Linked DNA regions of Sus scrofa: region 2 is linked to region 1. A link is a contact called in public HiChIP or PLAC-seq data. All regions are on one chromosome and are shown on one strand. The core of a region is the stretch at or near the end of the contact, and the rest is flanking DNA. Distances in the headings are between cores, read along the strand shown. Region 1 has its middle 38 kb from the start of DYRK1A. Region 2 holds the start of DYRK1A (dual specificity tyrosine-phosphorylation-regulated kinase 1A).

What was found. HiChIP or PLAC-seq counts read pairs in DNA pulled down with a chosen protein or histone mark.
Region 2: an H3K27ac HiChIP or PLAC-seq map of skeletal muscle shows a contact between it and region 1. The contact joins the promoter of DYRK1A here to the enhancer-like site in region 1. A contact is called at or near these places in 12 of 47 Hi-C or Micro-C datasets (blood, embryonic fibroblasts, fetal heart ventricle and 8 more) and 1 of 2 datasets of contacts at active chromatin or transcription factors (skeletal muscle).

What each region holds. Positions count from the first base shown.
Region 1 is chr13:200,968,416-200,972,089 of Sscrofa11.1, forward strand. No RefSeq gene overlaps it. Among named protein-coding and RNA genes, the nearest start is that of DYRK1A, 38 kb to the right of the region's middle. Within about 2 kb of position 1,881, at least 14 of the 83 cell types and tissues checked have an H3K27ac peak or open chromatin away from gene starts, as enhancers often do. A contact at or near this core is called in skeletal muscle, where this site is marked.
Region 2 is chr13:201,005,937-201,009,780 of Sscrofa11.1, forward strand. DYRK1A (dual specificity tyrosine-phosphorylation-regulated kinase 1A) reads left to right here and starts at 2,570. Exons shown (of 12, transcript XM_005670334.3): 1 at 2,570-2,981.

The DNA.
Region 1 (3,674 bases), core at 631-3,130:
CTCTGCAAACCATTGAACAGGTCTCAGTAATTAAGGGAAGTGAGGGAATATAGGAACAGAGGAAAAGTAGTCAAGCAACAATTAGAGATAAAAGAGTCTTAGTTCATCCTCAAGGAATATATATAACAACCTGACACACGTCTTTGCCGTCTGCAGAAACCAAAGCCCACAACCAGGTGGAGGAGGGAATGATGGTGTCGACCTTGACTTCAATCGCATGTAGCTTGGACTCCATTGACCTTCACCTCAATTCTCTGCAGACTTCTCGGCTCGAGCCTCTTCATGAGTATGCCTATACCCTTAGCTTAAAACTTTCCCAAGTTTGCTGTTCAGGAAACACTGCTTTGGGCAAGATTTCTGGTGTTCTCCTTACTTGCTGAAAGTAATAAATCCTTCCTTTCTTTCGCTCTTTGCCTTTGTCTTTTGGCTGGACACCCGCCAAGAGGTAAACCCAGTTTTCTGGTAGCAGTATTTCTTTCTTTCTCTCTTTCTTCTTCTTCTTTTTTTTTTGTCTTTTTGCCTTTTCTAGGGCCGCTTCCCACGGCATATGGAGGTTCCCAGTCTAGGGGTTTAATTGGAGCTGTAGCCGCCAGCCTACACCACAGCCACAGTAAGGCCAGATCCTGAGCAAGGCCAGGGTTCAAACCCGCAACCTCTTGGTTCCTAGCTGGATTCGTTAACCACTGTGCCACTACGGGAATGCCGCAATATTTCCTTAATTTTTGCAAATGTCTTTGATCTGATCCAGGATACATTACGTTTCGTTGTCATATCTCTCTAGCCTCCTATTGGCTATGACAGGTTCTCAGTCTTTCCCTGTTTTTGATGAATTGGACAATTTTGAGACAGCATTTAAATTTTTTTTTTTTTTTTTTTTTTTTGTCTTTTTAGAGCCGCCTGGAGGCATACAGAGGTTCCCAGGCTAGGAGTTGACTCGGAGCTGTAGGCACCAGCCTACACCACAGCCACAGCAAAGTCAGATCCGAGCTGCATCTGCAGTCTACACCACAGCTCACAGCAGCACCAGATCCTTAAGCCACTGAGTGAAACCAGGGGTTGAACCTGTGTCCTCATGAATCCTAGTCAGAATCGTTTCGACTGAGCCACGATGGGTACTCTGGCACTTAAATTTAATAAAAACTTTAAAACATGCTTTTCTATAAGCATTTAGAATGAATCAGTATAACTTTTCCTTCTAGAACAAGGTAAAATCTTTAACATATGTTGTAGAGCAATAACATGAAATTTTTGTTCCAGTTTATCATTAAACTTTTTACATTTTTCTATTTTATTTCTTTAAAAATTTTCTTAAATGTCTTAACTTTAAGATTTAAGTATAAATTTCACTAGCATATTTTTCCCATCACTTTTCTGTGTTTTGAATTTCATTCTCTTTCTTGGATTCCTTGTTTTTCCCCAAAAGCAAATTTTTCAGGAAAAATGAGTGGGTGATAAACTTTCTGAGTTCTTAATGGTCATGCTTTATTTTTATCTGCAAAGTGGAGATTATACCTACCTTATAAAATGTTGACAATTCAGTGAAGCAGGAGTTAATCTTCCAGCAGAGTGCCGGGCACCTTAGAAGCAATCCATTAAAGATAGTTTTTGTTACTATTGCAATGAGCTTGGATTATTTTGTAATTATAAAGAAAAATATATTCAGACATATGCAAATGAGGAAGAAGAGTGACAAGGAAGTTTATCATAAAGAAATAAAGAAAGATTTGATAGAACAATAGAATCGGTGATGTCACCCTTGTGAGCAACATGAGAAGTCCGGACAAAAGCCTGAGCATTTTTGGCCAACGATTTTAACCTGGGTTATGCCGTCACCTAGTCCAGAAAGCCACGTGGGTGTTCAAAGCCACACAGCCCATCTCTCTCCACAGAGGTCACTAGAGTTTATCAGCTGTTGGGTACCCTTCGGATGAGTCAGGAGGGTTCTGGGGAAATGTCTTTCTAGTTACAAGGACTGACAATTTAGTTCAAAGATTAATAAACACAAAATAACACTTGAGAAGCATATGTCATATGTCAAAGGAAGAATGTGTCTTTCAGAGGGAGGAAAAAAACCTCCGAGCGTTCCTTATACAGACCAGAATTTCTTCAATTGATTCTTTGTTATTCATGAGCCAGGAGAGAGAACAAATTGTTATGCCTGACACCAGATTTCAGGACTGGAATTTTGAAGTGTGATTCATGTAGCTATATTTAATATTTGCAGAGTCACAGAGTAACTCCTGTCCAAGCCCAGGGACGCCTTCACCCAGGGGATCCCTTCTGTCCCAGGGCCCTGCTTAGGGACCCTTACGGGATGGTCTGTGTACAGCCTGGAAATTCATTGCCCCTTTCAGTGGCTGTCCGGTGACTCCATCAAGATCAATGCTGGCAAAACAGCTCTAGGTCTTTCATATTAACTTAAGAATGTGTTGCCCTTATAAAGATAATGTGTTTACATCTCTTGATCTCACGAAAGGTCTGTGACCAGTCTGGAATTTTTAATCCCAGGGCCTTTGCTAGTTTCCTGGGTTCAGCTGCTGGAAACTGACATATACACACATGAAAAAAACAACCAGAGAAAAAAGTCAAATTTTTAAAAATGTGTGGGTTTGAGATCATTAGGGAAGGATATTGTGTTTAAATCTTCTTAGGATGTACTTGTAAATGTTGATGGAACAGTATTTAAATAACAAAAGACATGGCTTCATCAATTTGTACTTTAAAAGCTTTCACAGGAAAGAGATAAAGGACGATGTGGCTAATAAAGGAAATGCTGATAAAGTATCACAAAGAACAGAACTCTTCTGATGGCTTCACCTTCTGAATGGAAGCCTGGGAAATAAGCGAACACAAAATAAAACAGCTGGATGGACTCAAGGGAAATAAGAAAGATTTTCTCCCCTGTACATTCCTCCAAATAGAAACTAAGAGGAAAAATAAAAAATTGCTCCAAATCATTCCAGGAGAACATTGAAGAATCCTAATACTGTAAATAGATATGCAGGTTCAGCTTCCATGCAAAACTAGAACAGGGAATAAATCCTTAGGTGTCAATATAGTAAGAACATTTTCAGAGGTTTAAAAAAAATTACAGGATTTCCCGTCATGGCTCAGAAGAAAAGAATCTATTATCTATGAGGACGTGAGTTCAATCCCTGGCCTCACTCAGTGGGTTAAGGATCCAGTGTTGCTGTGAGCGGTGGTGTAGGTTGAAGCTGTGGCTTGGATCTGGTATTGCTGAGGCTGTGACGCAGGCCTGCAGCTACAGCTCTGATTCGACCCCTAGCCTGGGAACTTCCACATGCTGTGAGTCTGGCCCCAAGAAGCAAAACAAACAAACAAACAAACAAAAAAAGAAACCCACAAAACAACAAACAACAACAAAAAACCCATTCATTGTGATTGATTCAAGTATCTCTCTCTCTTTTTTTTTTGAGAAATTTATCTTTAATTGCCATGAATCAAATAATATTAAGACAATTTTTCCAGTTTCTTCTTGTTCTTGTTGAGTTTTTAATAATGATTTTTATCTTTTCCATGATAGTTGATTTACAGTTTTCTGTCAATTTCTACTGTACAGCCAAGCGACCCAGTCACACATACGTAAATACAGTCTTTTTCCCACCTTATCCTCCATCATGTTCCATCACAAGTGACTAGATACAGTTTCCTGA
Region 2 (3,844 bases), core at 1,320-3,819, 38 kb after region 1:
CCTTTTTATAGGGACACCAGTCATCCTGGATTCAGGCTTACACCAGTAACCTCATTTTGATTACCTCTGTAAAAACCTGATCTTCAAATAATCTTGGATTATTTTGGTGCAGTGGAAAGAACATAGGCTTTGCAATTATGTATGAGTTTATTTATTTTTATTATTTTTTTGTCTTTTTGCCATTTCTTGGGCCGCTCCCATGGCATATGGAGGTCCCCAGTTAGGGGTCTGATCGGAGCTGTAGCCGCTGGCCTATGCCAGAGCCATAGCAATGCAGGATCTGAGCCTCGTCTGTGACCCACACCCACAGCTCACGGCAACGCCGGATCCCTAACCCACTGAGCAAGGCCAGGGATCAAACCTGCAACCTCATGGTTCCTAGTTGGATTCGTTAACTACTGCGCCATGACGGGAACTCCCCTATGGATGAGTTGAAATCTTGGCTTTGCCACTTACTGGCGGTGTGATCTTAGGAAAGTTATTGAATCATTTAGGACTTGTTTTCACACTGGGATAATGGGGAATGTGATGTTGCCGAGCTGGAGAGATACTCTCTCCAGAATGTGCTGGATGTATGAAGGCTGTCACCATCTGTGATTTGGGGGTATTTGCTTTCGGAGGTTAATTTCTCTTTCTTTTTGTTTTACTCTTTTTTTTTTTTTTGCCCCACAGCATTCGGAAATTCATGGGCCAGGGGTAGACCTCTTGCTCCAGCCGTAACCAGAGCCACAGCAGTGACAGGCCTGATCCTTAATCTGCTGAGCCATGAGGGAACTCCTAGAGGTTATATTTCTATTAATGGATAGATACCTTTGTTATATTATACATCTGTCAGTAGATCTGACAGAGAGATACTCAGGAGAGAACAAGGGTTTAATCACTGAACCTGGTCAAAGCTAAACTGGCATCTGTATCAGAGTCCTTCCTGCCTACATGTGTTCACCTGTTTTGGGCAAGCATAATTTACAGGTGACTTTTTCGGGGAAGCCAATATAAAACCATTTTACAGCATTTTAAGCTGGACACGAAAGTTTATTGGTCAATGGTGTGTAAGGCCGTCACTCCGGGAAGGGTTGTGGTGGTGGTGGTAGTGGCAGAAAGAGTGAAGCCTTCTAGATACGAAGACCAGCAATGCTTTCTATTACTGCTTGGCTCAAGAATCTGCTTTGCCCTCCACTAGAATCTTCTAGATTGACTTGACAAGGGCATATTTCTTGAAACATTATCATGTTCTTTTTAGGTTATCTAGAAGATTAATTACGCAAGTTCCCTTCATGACCAGCAATAAAAAAAATGGACTGGGGGAGAGGGAGGGAGTGGGGTGGGTTGGGGAGCTTGGGGTTAATAGATACAAACTATTGCCTTTGGAATGGATTAGCAATGAGATCCTGCAGTGTAGCACTGGGAACTATGTCCAGTCACTTATGATGGAGCATGATAATGTGAGAAAATAGAATGTGTACATGTATGTGTAACTGGGTCACCATGCTGTACAGTAGAAAAAAATTATATTGGGGGAAATAATTCTTAAAAATAATAAAAATATATATTAAAAAAAACGGACTCAAATTTAACTTGGTGTTAAAGGTTGCAAATGCTTAAGGGTCCTGAGAGAAGTGAAACTGCCTGAACAGGATGGGGGTGGGGAGCAGGGAGAAGAGAAAGAAGCAGGAGGGAGGAGGTGGCAGTGTAAGCTGGGGAGCCGTCAAGATATCAGCCTCTTACCCCAGCAGGGACGCTTTTGGCCACTTCCTCCTGTTTAAGATGATGCAATGTAAATCCAGGTTGTAGTTAATTTAACAGAAAATAAACTGGAAATTAAACCACCACCCTAACTCCCCCCCACCAGAAAACAATCAAGTTGAATGTGGACTTTAATTACATTAGCAGGGCAATTTTGAAAGTCCAAAAAAACTCTTGATAGTCATGGCAGTTTGTGATACCATGAGAATCGGTCTAAGCTATTGGCCTACTTTTTGCCTAATTTATCTAAAGTTTAGTCTGTTTTCTTTCACGGTCTGTGCTAATTTCAATGGATGCCTTAGTAAATCAAGGTTCCAGTAGCCAGAGAAGAGAAACATTTATTGGAAACACTCGTGTCTTTCCTTGAGTCATAGAGGATTGAGCTCAGTATTTACTGTGGGGTTGTTTTTCTTTACTGGTATCTGCTGCTGCTTTACTTGTGAACAGTCCAAGCTTAAGACAAAATTGATACGAACACTATCATAAGATGGCAAAATCAAGCTTAGAAATCAATCAATAAATTAGGGACTTGGTGTAAAATAATATCCATAGTATCCTTTTTGGCAAAGATTAAATGCCATTTTACTAGGAATGGTACAAAATACAATTTTTAGCCAGTGGCTGTCTACTGATTACAAAGTAGCCAGTACAGCATGGCTACTTCCATACCTAGGTTTCAATGCCGAGAGAGAACACCTAGTAATATTCAGCCAGCCAGAGGGGTAGACAGAATAAAGATAAACGAAAGCGAGACTATTAATCAAGAATTGTGGGCGAATTAAAAATCTGGAAACTGAAATGGTGCATGAGAAAGAAAATCAGGGAGTTGGACAACGATACGGTATAGCCTAAGACGATTAATTTTAGGGGCATTCCGATGGAGAAGGAAGACTGCCTGAAAGGTGGGGAGGGGTTTGAAATCGGTGGGAAAGCCCGGCTGAGCATGCACAGCCTAAAAAAGTTTGTATGATGGCTCCGTCCATGATTTCTGAACGCTGGCACTGGCCGCAGCAAAAAGCCGAGTGACATGATTTAATCAAGGTGTCAGCCGCAGGGGCATCCCGGATTCGGGCGAAGCGTCCGGAATTCCTGAGATGTCTGAAACGCGGAGGCGGCCTCTTCCCCACCCCCCACCGCGGCCTCCGTGGGCATTTTCCGGCGAGGGGGGCACGCGGGGCCTTCCAAGAACAGTTTAAACGCGCGGACGTGCGCTGCCGGCGCGGTCCCCGGGGATGCAGGTGAGAGTCCCCAGCGCGGGCGCACCGGAGTGGGCTTCCTGGGTCCCCGCGCGGCCGCAGAGCCCGGCCCCCTCCCCCCGGCGCGGGCGGGGCTGCGGGCGCACGACGCGGAAGCGCGGGGCTCCGGGGGCGGCGGCGCGGAGGCCGCGCGCGCTCTCCGGGCCGCAGTCGGCGCGGGCGGCGCGGGCGCGGCGGGCGCGGGGCGGGGCGCGGCCGGGAGGCCCTGGGCGCTGGAGCACAGGCCGGCCGCCGCCTCGCCCCCCTTCCTCCGCCCTCTCCCTCCCTCGGCCCGGCCGTCCCCCTCCTCTCCCCTCCCCCGAGCGAATCACGCGCCCTCCTCTGACACTCGTAGCGGGCCTGAGCTCCGAATTTATCCTTCACGTGACCTGAGGGGGTTGGGTGGTTGGTTGGGGACGGAGGGGGAGAGGGAAAGGAGGGAACGGAATCTGCCGTTGCCCGAGCAACAGGCCCCGCCCGCCGGCTTGGGGCCGGGGGGCGGGAGGAGGACGTCAGCACGTCAGCCGGGGTTTTGCGTTTTGATTGACAGTTGCTATAGCGACCGGGTCGGTCCGTCGCCATTTTGTTGGTTGGTTTTTTTTTAAACCCTTTCGCTTCCCGCCCGAATAATAATAAAAAGCCCCATTGGAGTGAGGCGGGGGTGGCGGCGGCAAGAGCGGCGGGGGGATCCGGGGAGACTGCTGCCGTCGCTGCTGCTGATCGCGGCCCAGGTCGGGCTCAGGGAGCGGACACCCCGAGCGGGGGGTGCGGGCGCCGCCGCCGCCGCCGCTTCTGCTGCTGCTGTTCCTGCTGCTGCTGTTGGTGCCGCTGCCGCCGCCGGCGAGCGGGCGGGACCGGTGTGAGTG